2 separate regions of the Sus scrofa genome follow, and region 2 is linked to region 1. A link is a contact called in public HiChIP or PLAC-seq data. All regions are on one chromosome and are shown on one strand. The core of a region is the stretch at or near the end of the contact, and the rest is flanking DNA. Distances in the headings are between cores, read along the strand shown.

What was found. HiChIP or PLAC-seq counts read pairs in DNA pulled down with a chosen protein or histone mark.
Region 2: a contact with region 1 is called in an H3K27ac HiChIP or PLAC-seq map of alveolar macrophages. The contact joins two enhancer-like sites. A contact is called at or near these places in 1 of 5 promoter capture datasets (fetal skeletal muscle) and 1 of 2 datasets of contacts at active chromatin or transcription factors (alveolar macrophages).

What each region holds. Positions count from the first base shown.
Region 1 is chr14:38,568,981-38,573,937 of Sscrofa11.1, reverse strand. All of the region lies in intron 2 of DTX1 (E3 ubiquitin-protein ligase DTX1), which reads right to left. Among named protein-coding and RNA genes, the nearest start is that of DTX1, 12 kb to the right of the region's middle. Within about 2 kb of position 2,002, at least 3 of the 83 cell types and tissues checked have an H3K27ac peak or open chromatin away from gene starts, as enhancers often do. A contact at or near this core is called in alveolar macrophages, where this site is marked.
Region 2 is chr14:38,831,407-38,836,603 of Sscrofa11.1, reverse strand. OAS2 (2'-5'-oligoadenylate synthetase 2, 69/71kDa) reads left to right here. Exons shown (of 11, transcript NM_001031796.1): 6 at 867-1,040; 7 at 2,526-2,805; 8 at 4,139-4,326. Among named protein-coding and RNA genes, the nearest start is that of OAS2, 14 kb to the left of the region's middle. Within about 2 kb of position 1,638, at least 9 of the 83 cell types and tissues checked have an H3K27ac peak or open chromatin away from gene starts, as enhancers often do. A contact at or near this core is called in alveolar macrophages, where this site is marked.

The DNA.
Region 1 (4,957 bases), core at 753-3,252:
GCCAGAGGCTGTGTTTAGCACTGTCCTTCCAGGGAGGGATCTGAATTATTCACATTTTACAGAAGACAGCTGAGGTCCCAGAGAAGTGAAATCTTTTTTTTTTTTTGGCTTTTTAGGGCCATACCCACGGCATATGGAAGTTCCCAGGCTAGGGGTTGAATTGGAGCTGTAGCCGCCGGCCTATACCACAGCCACAGAAATGCCAGATCCAAGCTGAGTCTGCAACCTACACCACAGCTCATGGCAAAGCCAGATCCTTAACTCACTGAGCGAGGCCAGGGATGGAACCCACATCCTCATGGATACCAGGTGGGGTTTGTAACCCACTGAGTCACAATGGGAACTCCCGAAAGAAGTGAAATCTTGAGAGGGTTGGGGATGGTGCTTTATTCATGGAGTAAAGGAAAGGAAAGCTTAAACTGGTTCTAAGGGTTTTTTTTTTGTTTGTTTGTTTGTTGTCTTTTCTAGGGCCACTCCTGAGACATGTGGAGGTTCCCAGGCTAGGGGTCTAATTGGAGCTGTAGCCACCGGCCTACACCAGAGCCACAGCAATGCTGGATCTGAGCCGCATCTGCAACCTACACCACAGTTCATGGCGGCGCCGGATCCTTAACCCACTGAGTGAGGCCAGGGATCCAACCTGCAACCTCATGGTTCCTAGTTGGATTCGTTAACCACTCAGCCACGATGGGAACTCCCGATTCTAAGGGGTTTAACTCAGACAAGTGGTAGCCCAGCCTAGGATACCCCCAGTGATGGGGAACTCACTACCTCAGCTGTTTAGCCATGAAGAGGTTTCTGCCTGGAGAACTTGGTCCTGATTTGACCCCTCTGCTTGTGTGTGGGTGTCTCTGCTCCCAGCTCTTAGCCTTGAGGAGAAACTGACTCTATAGAGACAGGGAAGGCTCTGAGCCCTTCTGTCTGCCCCTCTAGTCTCCAAAGGGCTCCTTTCTGGACTGGGCCAGCCCTAAATCCCGACAATGAACTGCTCCCTCTGGGGGTGGCTTCCTGGAGGGAAGTGACCTCAGTTTGGGGGCACCCAGATCCTCCTGGGAAGGGGGGCCTGTGGGAGGCAGTCATGGGATGTCCTGTCAGGTTGGGGAAGTCCCGCTATAGGCTGAGGCCGGTGACTGGAGCTCGGGCAATGGGTGAAGCCTGATTTGAACACCGACTGGATGCCAGGCCTGCTGAGGTAGTTTACTGACTCCTCTCCCAACCTAGAAGCCTTTAGAACCATCATTCACACTCAGAGAACACATTTTGTGGCCCAAGCTCATGTTAACTCATTTAATCCTCACGTGGCCTTGTGAGGTATGGATATTATTTTATTATTTTATTTTTTTAGGGCTGCACCCGCGGCATATGGAGGTTCCCAGGCTAGGGGTCGACTCAGAGCTCCAGCTGCTAGCCTATGCCACAGCCACAGCCACACCAGGTCCTTAACCCACTGAGAGAGGCCAGTGAGACCCTGCATTCTCATGGACATTATGTAGGTTTCTTAACCCACTGAGCCACAACAGGAACTCCCTTGTGCACTACTATTTGGCAGATGGGGAAACTGAGGCTCTTTGGGAAGACTTGGAGGTCCACCTGGGGGCGGTGGCCTGGCTGGGATTCAAACTGCAGTCTGTGAGCCCAGAGTGCCCCCCTCAACACTGCCCTGTGATCAATAATCCCGCAGTGTTGTTTCCCTCCAAACGCTCCCAGGGGACTTGTCAACTGAGCTGCGGCCCATTAGCGGTTTCTGCACGTTTGAATCTGGCCCAGGGTCCCCAGGGTCGGCTGGCAGCCAGGCAGGGGAGGGGAGGGGGTCTCCAGCCTGGCCTGGGGAAGGCTAAAGGGCTGCATGGCACTCGAAGAGGCCGCCACTTTCAAATCAGTTGCAAAATGTCCCTGCTCTGGAGGCTGCCAGCACCTGAAAGCTGGCTATCCCTACATGATGGGCTGTGGGTGTGGCTTCTGGGTCATCTGGCTTTTAACACACTTGGGTTCAGACCCTCTGGCACAGCAGCAGGAGCTGAAAGAGGGAAATGCAGTGGGTAGGAAGGAGTGAGAGCCCTCTCTCTCCTGGAGCCCTGAGTGGTGTTGGGCAACTGCCTCTGACCCAAGTCTCTGCTTCCTCGTTTGTGAAACAGATATTATCATCATCATATCATCATGGTAAACACCCACAGAGTGCCTCCTATGTGCCAGGTACTGTTCTAAGTGTTTCACATGTTCATTCTTTTTTTTTTTTTCTTTGCTTTGTTAGGACCGCACCCATGGCATATGGAAGTTCCTAGGCTAGGGGTCGAATCGGAGCTACAGCTGCTGGCTTATGCCACAGCCACAGCAATGCCAGATCCGAGCCACACCTGCAACCAACATCACAGCTCATGGCAGTGTTGGATCCTTAACCCACTGAGTGAGGCATCCTCAAGGACACTATGTCAGGTCCTTAACCTGCTAAGCCACAACAGCAACTCCACACATGTTAATTCTTAATCTACACAACATTCTATAGAACAGGTACCATTATTATTGTTGCCTTGTACAAATACCAAAGAGAGAGTGAAGTGACTTACCCCAGATCACATAGCTACTAAGTTAAGCCGGGATTCAGTCCAGCCAGATTTGAACTTCTCTCCACTTCCGCTGCCACCACCCCTACTGCAGCAACCTCTGTCCTGTGTCCCAGTTTCCACCCTTCGACCCTGTCATGCATTCTCACAGACTCAAGTCTGACCACATCTCTCCTCCGCTCAACACCCCTCAATAGCTCTCTAGTGCCCTTAGGAATGAACGGTCTAAGTGCATTAACTCATCTTCCAGGCCCATCACAAGCCTCACACTCCTACGGCACCAAACTTCTAGCTATTCTCTGAACACATCACACGTGCTTATGCCTCTGCATATTTGCACAGGCTGTTCCCTCTGGCATGTCCTTCCACCCACACCACCCCATTTTCCTCCCTGCTGAAGTCCTACACACTTGTCATGGTTCAGCTCAAGCACTGTCCCCTGAAAATCTCTGCTGTCTTCAGGGAGAATCACTCCCTTCTTGGGACTCACATAGCACACCTTGCACTTGCAGGAGCGCCAGTAAAGCACGTAGCTCACTGAAGGTTGAGGCATCTGTTTCTTCTAGCCCGGAAACCTCTCAAAGGCTGGACTGGCTTCAGCCACCTTAGCATCTCTCCACAGCCAGGAGCACAGGGAGGTAGGCACTTGGAAAATGCTAGCTGAATGGATGAATGAATGAATGAACCTACCCGAATACTGCAAATGATGAGGCTGGAGAATGCAAGTTGAGAGTAACTGATTTTGTTTGGGTCCCCATGACGTTTATAATTGTCATGACCAGGCATTTAATAATGAGGTGGACCCTCTCAAGCCTGGATTTTGAAAATCCCTAAATATGAGTTCCTGTTGTAGCTCAGTGGATTAAGCATCTGATTAGTATCCATGAGGACGTGGGTTCGATCCCTGGCCTTGCTTAGCAGGTTAAAGAATCTGGTGTTGCCATGAGCTGTGGTGTAGGTCGCAGAAGTGACTCAGATCCCGCACTGCTGTGGCTGTGGGGTAGGCCAGCGGCTACAGCTCCGATTCGATCTCTAGCCTGGGAACTTCCATATGCCTTAGGTGTGGCCTTAAAAAAAAAAAATCCCCAAATATCCAAGATGCAGCCACCAGGATTGGCGCTCTTGGCAACAGTTGGCAAAAGCTGAGTCACGGTCACCTTGTTCATGTTTTCAAGTATTTATTGAGCACCTACCATGTACCAGGCACTAGAGAACAACAGCGGAAAACCATCACCTTCCCAGGCACTGCATACCTTTCTCTTGGCTGCCCAGGCCCTGTAAATATCTGAATTTCCAGCATGTTTCTGGAGGGGGATATTGAGCCCCGGAAGGAGAAAGGGACTTGGCCCAAATCACCTGCACTTAGAGGGAGCTCTTGACCCCAGGCCCCAACTCTTATTTTCACAGTACCAGGTGACTAACAACTTAGCGTGAATGAACCTTTGTTCCCTGGAAGAGAGGAACCGGAGAGGGCTCCGTAATGGTGCAAATTCGGGTGAACTCTATGCTTCCCCTGGCATGCTCTGCTTGCAGTCGGAGGGACAGGGGACAAAAGCTCCGTGACGATGGGGCCCAGCCTGTCATCGCAGAAGAGGTGGCTACGCTGCAGCTGCTGGCAAGACTGTCCTGGCCGCCAGCACTGCCTCCTTTGATTGCCTCCTCCTTTGTTCTGCACTTCAGGGCGTTCAGCGCCAGGGCCTGGCGCCAGACTCCCTCCCATAGCCCATCACCCGCCTGCCACGACTGCCCGGGGAAGGTGGAGGTGGCAGCCTGGAGCAGCTCCAGAGGGATGCTGGGAGGAGCACAGAGAGGGAGAGGCACTTAGCCAGGTGGCAGAGCAAAGATGCAGCTACACAGGGCCCAGGGGAGACTCAGCCTCCAGCCTGGCTGCTCCTATGGCGCCAAGATCAGGAATAGCCCTACATTCTGGACCTCCTCAGTGTCTGGGCTCCTGTACCATGCCCATCAGCCCTACCAGCATGGAACAGCCTTGAGAGTAGCGGTTTGTATCTGTCCTGCTCATTGCTGCATCCCTAGTGTCTAAGACAGTGTATGGCACGTAGTAGGTGCTCATTAAATTCCTGCTGAATGAACAAAGTAATACTGACCACAGTCCCAAGAGGCATGTTTTACAGAGGATGAAACTGAGGCTCATGGAGGGAGCATGGTTCACCCAAAGTCACAAGCCAGCACTGCCCCCCGCCCCACCCCATGCTGACCAGAGAGCTGCGAGGAAGAGAATCTGGAACTGGGCCTCACCAACCAGGGTCCCTGAGGCAGCCAGTTCCAGATTTGGGGCCCCATGTTCTCAGGTGAGATCAGCCAAGGGCAGCTGGGGGCTGGCGGGGGTGCCTGTGTTAACTGTGAGGCTGGGGGGTCTCACGGGGGGTGGTGAC
Region 2 (5,197 bases), core at 389-2,888, 260 kb before region 1:
CCTGCCCACACTTGGATGTCAGATGTCTAGTCTCCAGAATCATGATGTTATAGCAGTGCCTGGAAACCAGTCCACCTGGGCTCAGGGTGTTTAACAGAGGCTGATAGAACCTTAAAAAAGCAATGCGTGTGGTCATCAGACGTCAAAAATACATGGAGTTCCTGCTGTGGCTTAGTGGGTTACGAACCTGACTAGTGTCCATGAGGATTCGGGTTCAATCCTTGGCCTTGTCCAGTGGGCTAAGGATCTGGCGTTGCCATGAGCTGTGGGGTAGGTCCTGGACTTGACTTGGATCCAGCATGGCTATGGCTGTGGCTATGGCCGGCAGCTGCAGCTCCAATTCGACCCCTAGCCTGGGAACTTCCATATGCTCCTGAAATAGGAGTGGAGTTCCCTGGTGGCCTAGTGGTTAAGGATCCAGCATTGTCACTGCTGTGGCTTGGGTCACTGCTGTGATGAGGGTTCAGCCCTGGCCTGGGAACTTCACATGCCATGGGTGCGGGGAAGGGGGGTAGTGAGTGGGGAGGGACCTACAATAAATGGGAAAATAAGGAACAGAGCAGGAGGAGAAGCTAAGAGGTGCTGGCCATTAGCAGGTGTTTGCCACAACAGGAAGTGGAAACTGGAGAGTAATTGAGAGCCAGGGGCATTACATCTGTGAGGAGAAGGATCCAGATCTGTCCTTAGAGATCTAGTGAGGAGGAGCAACTAGGAGAATTTTTGTTTCTGGGAGATCTTGGGGTGTGTCGATGCAAGAACTCAGACAAATGTGCCAGCAGGAGGGAGATGGCGGGTGGGGCAGGGGAAGAAGCTGGGGGTTGGGGGGCGGCTGGCAGGAGCCACTCATGGTGGGGGTCCTTCCACAGCCTGCATCACTCTACTCGACCCCAAGCCATCATCTCGATAAGTTCATCAAGGACTTTCTCCAGCCGGACAAGACTTTCTTAGATCAGACCAAGAAGGCCGTGGACATCATCTGTAAATTCCTTAAAGAAAATTGCTTCCGCCATTCGGCTACAAAGGTTCAGAAGATTGTCAAGGTGAGCCCTGGCGTTTCTCTTCCAGGGTGTTTCTGGTGTGGAACTAAGCGGGCTCTGCAGCCCTGGCACTCGTGACCACCGCAGTGTGCGGGCGGTGGCTGAGGGCGGGAAGCTGGGGAGATGGGAAGCTAGGACACTGGCTTTCCATGAAGGGTGCTATTGCACTGCCTCTGTCAGTGATACTGGACTTGGGATCCTGCGCTAACCTCCGAGGGCTGCTGGTGGCGCATCCATTCTGACCTCCGCCTCCTCTTCCCATCGCCTTCTCCTCTGGGTCTGTCTTCTCGTCCCTTCTAAGAACATTTGTCATTGGACATAGGGCCCACAGTTCCCTAAGTTAATCACATCTACAAAGACCCTTTTTCCAAATAACTTCACATTCACACAGGTTCCCAGCAGACGTACCTTTTGGGGGCCACCTTTCAAACCACTGCAGATTCCAGGCTAGGTGCGTACGGAACCAAAAAGTGATGGTCTTCCTTGTTTTGGTGACTGGAGCCCAATTCATCCCATCAGCTGAGTTAGAGGTTCAGCAGATTGGGCCACTCTTCTCCGTGACTCAGCAGCCACAGGGGCTGACGCACTTCCCTCCTTGTGTTGGCCAATAGCCAGATAACTGCATGCTTGTGGCCACAAGAAGGAGAGAGGAAAGGGTTGACACTAATCTGTTCTCTCTGAGTCTGCAAAGCTACGTAGTCCTCAGGAGACGGCTTTAGGAAGTGGACTTGAGAAGTAGGTAATTTGGCAGTTGCCATCGTGGCTCAGCAGAAACGAATCTGACTAGTATCCATGAGGATGTGGGATTCGACCCCTGGCCTCGCTCTGTGGGTTAAGGATCTGGCATTGTTGTGGCTGTGGTGTAGACCAGCCACTACCAGCTCAAATTTGACCCCTAGCCTGGGAACCTCCATATGCTGCAGGTTTGGCCCTAAAAAGACCAAAAAAAAAAAAAGAAGTAGGTAATTTATTTCTGTTTTGTAGCCATCGCTTGCTTGTGGGTAAATTCACACATCCAAGGGCATGAGATGAACCACCTTTGGAACCATATGGTTCTATTCACTTGAAAATAGACCCTGCCCTAAGTGGAGACTTTTTTTTTCCTTTTTTTTTTTTTATTATCACTCAATGAATTTATTACATTTATAGTTGTGTAATGATCATCACAATCCAATTTCACAGGATTTCCATCCCACACCCCCAGCACATCCCCCCACCCCCCGAACTCTCTCCTTTGGAAACCATAAGTTTTTCAAAAGTCTGTGAGTCAGTATCTATTCTGCAAAGAAGTTCATTGTGTCCTTTTTTCAGATTCCACATGTCAGTGAAAGCATTCGATGTTGGTGTCTCCTCGTCTGACTGACTTCCCTAAGTGGAGACTCTTAACCTGGAACTACCCTTAGCCCAAATGGTGCCAGGCCCTAGGGATGGGAGGGGCTCGAGCGCTAGAAAACACTGTATCTGGATTTACCTTCCTTCCTTCACTAGGGGGGATCAACTGCCAAAGGCACAGCTCTGAAGAACTCCGATGCTGACCTCGTCGTGTTCACAGACTTGCTGAAAAGCTACACCTCCCAAAAAAATGAGAGATGCACCATCATCAAGGAAATCCACAAGCAGCTGGAAGCCTGTCAGCAGGCGCAGGATTTTGAAGTGACGTTTGAGATCTCAAAATGGAAGGCTCCCAGGGTGCTGAGCTTCTCTCTGAAATCCAAAGTCCTCAACGAATGCGTACACTTCGATGTGCTGCCTGCCTTTAACGCACTAGGTAAGACCCCCAGCTGTGAGCTTCTGGAAGAGGAAGATGGATTCTGGTGCGACGGTGGAAGGAGTAGGGGGCAGGTCACGTGACGTACTAATGGGTCATGGGTCCAGCGCCCTACCAGGGGGCATTCACAGTGACAGGATCTGACATCTGTATACATTTTCATTGTCATTTCTCATTTAAGTGTCCCAAGGAAGGCCAGAAGCCACATCTTATCCTCTCACGGTATCATTCCCAGCATCTATCAAAGAGTGGGGTACACAGGAGTTTTCTGTGGCACAGCAGGTTAAAGATCTGGCATTGTCACTGCAGTGGCTTGGCTCACTGCTGTGATGCGGGTTCAATCCCTGGCCTGGGAATTTCTACATGCCTCATTGTCTCTGAGGATGCAGGTTCAGTCCCCGGCCTCACTCAGTGAGTTAAGGATCTGGCATTGCCAAGAGCTTGTGGCATAGGTTGCAGATGTGGCTTGGATCTGGTGTTGCCATGGCTGTAGCCTAGGCTGCAGCTGCAGCTCCAGTTCGAGCCTTGGCCCAGGAACTTGCCTATACCACAGGTGTGACTGTAAAAAGAAAGAAAGAAAGAAACCAAGGCTACTTCAGACATTTTCCAAATCAAAATCAGAAGACTCTGGTACCTTCCTTCTGAACAGTTCTTAGTGTCTCTAGTGAGGAAATGACCATATCGATTGGGGGTAGGCTAACTTTTTCTATAAAAGGCGAGATAGCAAGTATATTTAGCTTTGAAGGACCATAAGGTATCTGTCATAACTACTCAACTCTTCCTCTGTAGCTTGCAAACACCCAGCAACAATGTACAGTAACAAGTGGGTATGACTGTGTTCCAGTAACACTTTATTTACAAAAGCAAGCAGGGCACCGGATTTAGCCTGGGGGTCGTGGTTTGCAAACTTGAGGTCAGGGCTGTCCAGAAGGTCTTTCTGTGATAATAAAAATGTTCTATGTCTTAGTTCTGTATCTGTTGAGACTTTGAAATGTGGCTAGTGCACCTGAGAAACTAAATTTCTCATTTTAGTTTCCTTTAATTAGTTTGAATGCAAATAACCATGATGGCTAATGGCTACACTATTGGACAGCGCGGGTCTAGATAGCACTTTAATAATACTACTTACACTCATATAAACCATACAATTTTTAATATCTCATTACACCGCAGATGGCCCCAATATCTTAGATATCAGTCACTTCCAGACACTGACAGAGTTCAAAGTCATGTCCCAGAATTAGATTTGTCAACAATGTTTTGACGTCTGTTACTTTCTATACAGATTAAAACATAACGCCAGTTTCTCCTCTCCCCACCCATCCAATGCTAGGTGACCTGAAGTCCGGCTCTGCACCCAGCCCCAAGATTTATGCTGAGCTCATCTCCTTATATAAATCCTCAGACATCCTGGGGGGAGAATTTTCTACCTGTTTCACGAAGCTGCAGCGCGATTTTGTTCGCTCCCAGCCCACCAAACTGAAGGATTTAATTCGCCTGGTGAAGCACTGGTACAAATGGGTATGACAGCCCTTGTCCTGGCCGCCTGGTTATGACTTTTACCAGTACCTGTGTCCGAGACAGTGCCTAAGCAGGTGCTCCTGGCACCCACGCGCTTCCGGGCCTGGGGCCGAACCACACAGAGGGAAGGGCTCTCCTCACTCCTCACCCTGAGTGTCTTGGCCAAGGTCCCATCACTAATCCTGTTGAGTTGGGTCGGAGGTAGGCACCTCCTACTATCAGAGCTGCTACACTGAGTTTATTTTGCCTTTGCTCTGACATCCAAAGCATTCTGCAGGAATCCAAGTTATCCCGCCTCCAGAGGGCAGGCCAAGTTGAGATCTGCATGCCTTCAGGTCACCAGCACGGCTTCTCTGCTGCCGGGTGCCCATCATTAATAGACACAGACGCTCCCTCCTGGAAGGCAGGCTGAAGCGACATGTGGGACCTGGGGTGCATCTCCTCTACTGGTTCCCCTGCCTGCCCTTCCCTCAGCTGTCCTGCTTGTGGGCTGGTTTCCGAGTATTTTCATGACAGCAGACACCTGGCACAACAGCAGCTCTTTCAGGAGGTCACTCCCTTCTGTGTCCAGCTCCCTGAAACCTGAGGAGACGGGTCTCTGCGGGTTCCATGTCTGCACTCAGGGTGCTCAGAGCACTCAGGGCTACGGGGTGACCTTGAGCATGTCACTTCGCTTCCCCATGACTTCATCACTCTGCCTGCTGTGTAGGCATGTTGGAGGGTTAGGAATGATGACATAGGTGAGATGCCTGGCCCCATAATTAGCCCTTAGTGGGTCTTTAGCTGTAAATAGTATGAACGGTAGCTATGTTATAATTCTCGGAAGTCACAGAGGGCCAAGGCACAGCTAAGAAACCTGCGTGGGCTGCTT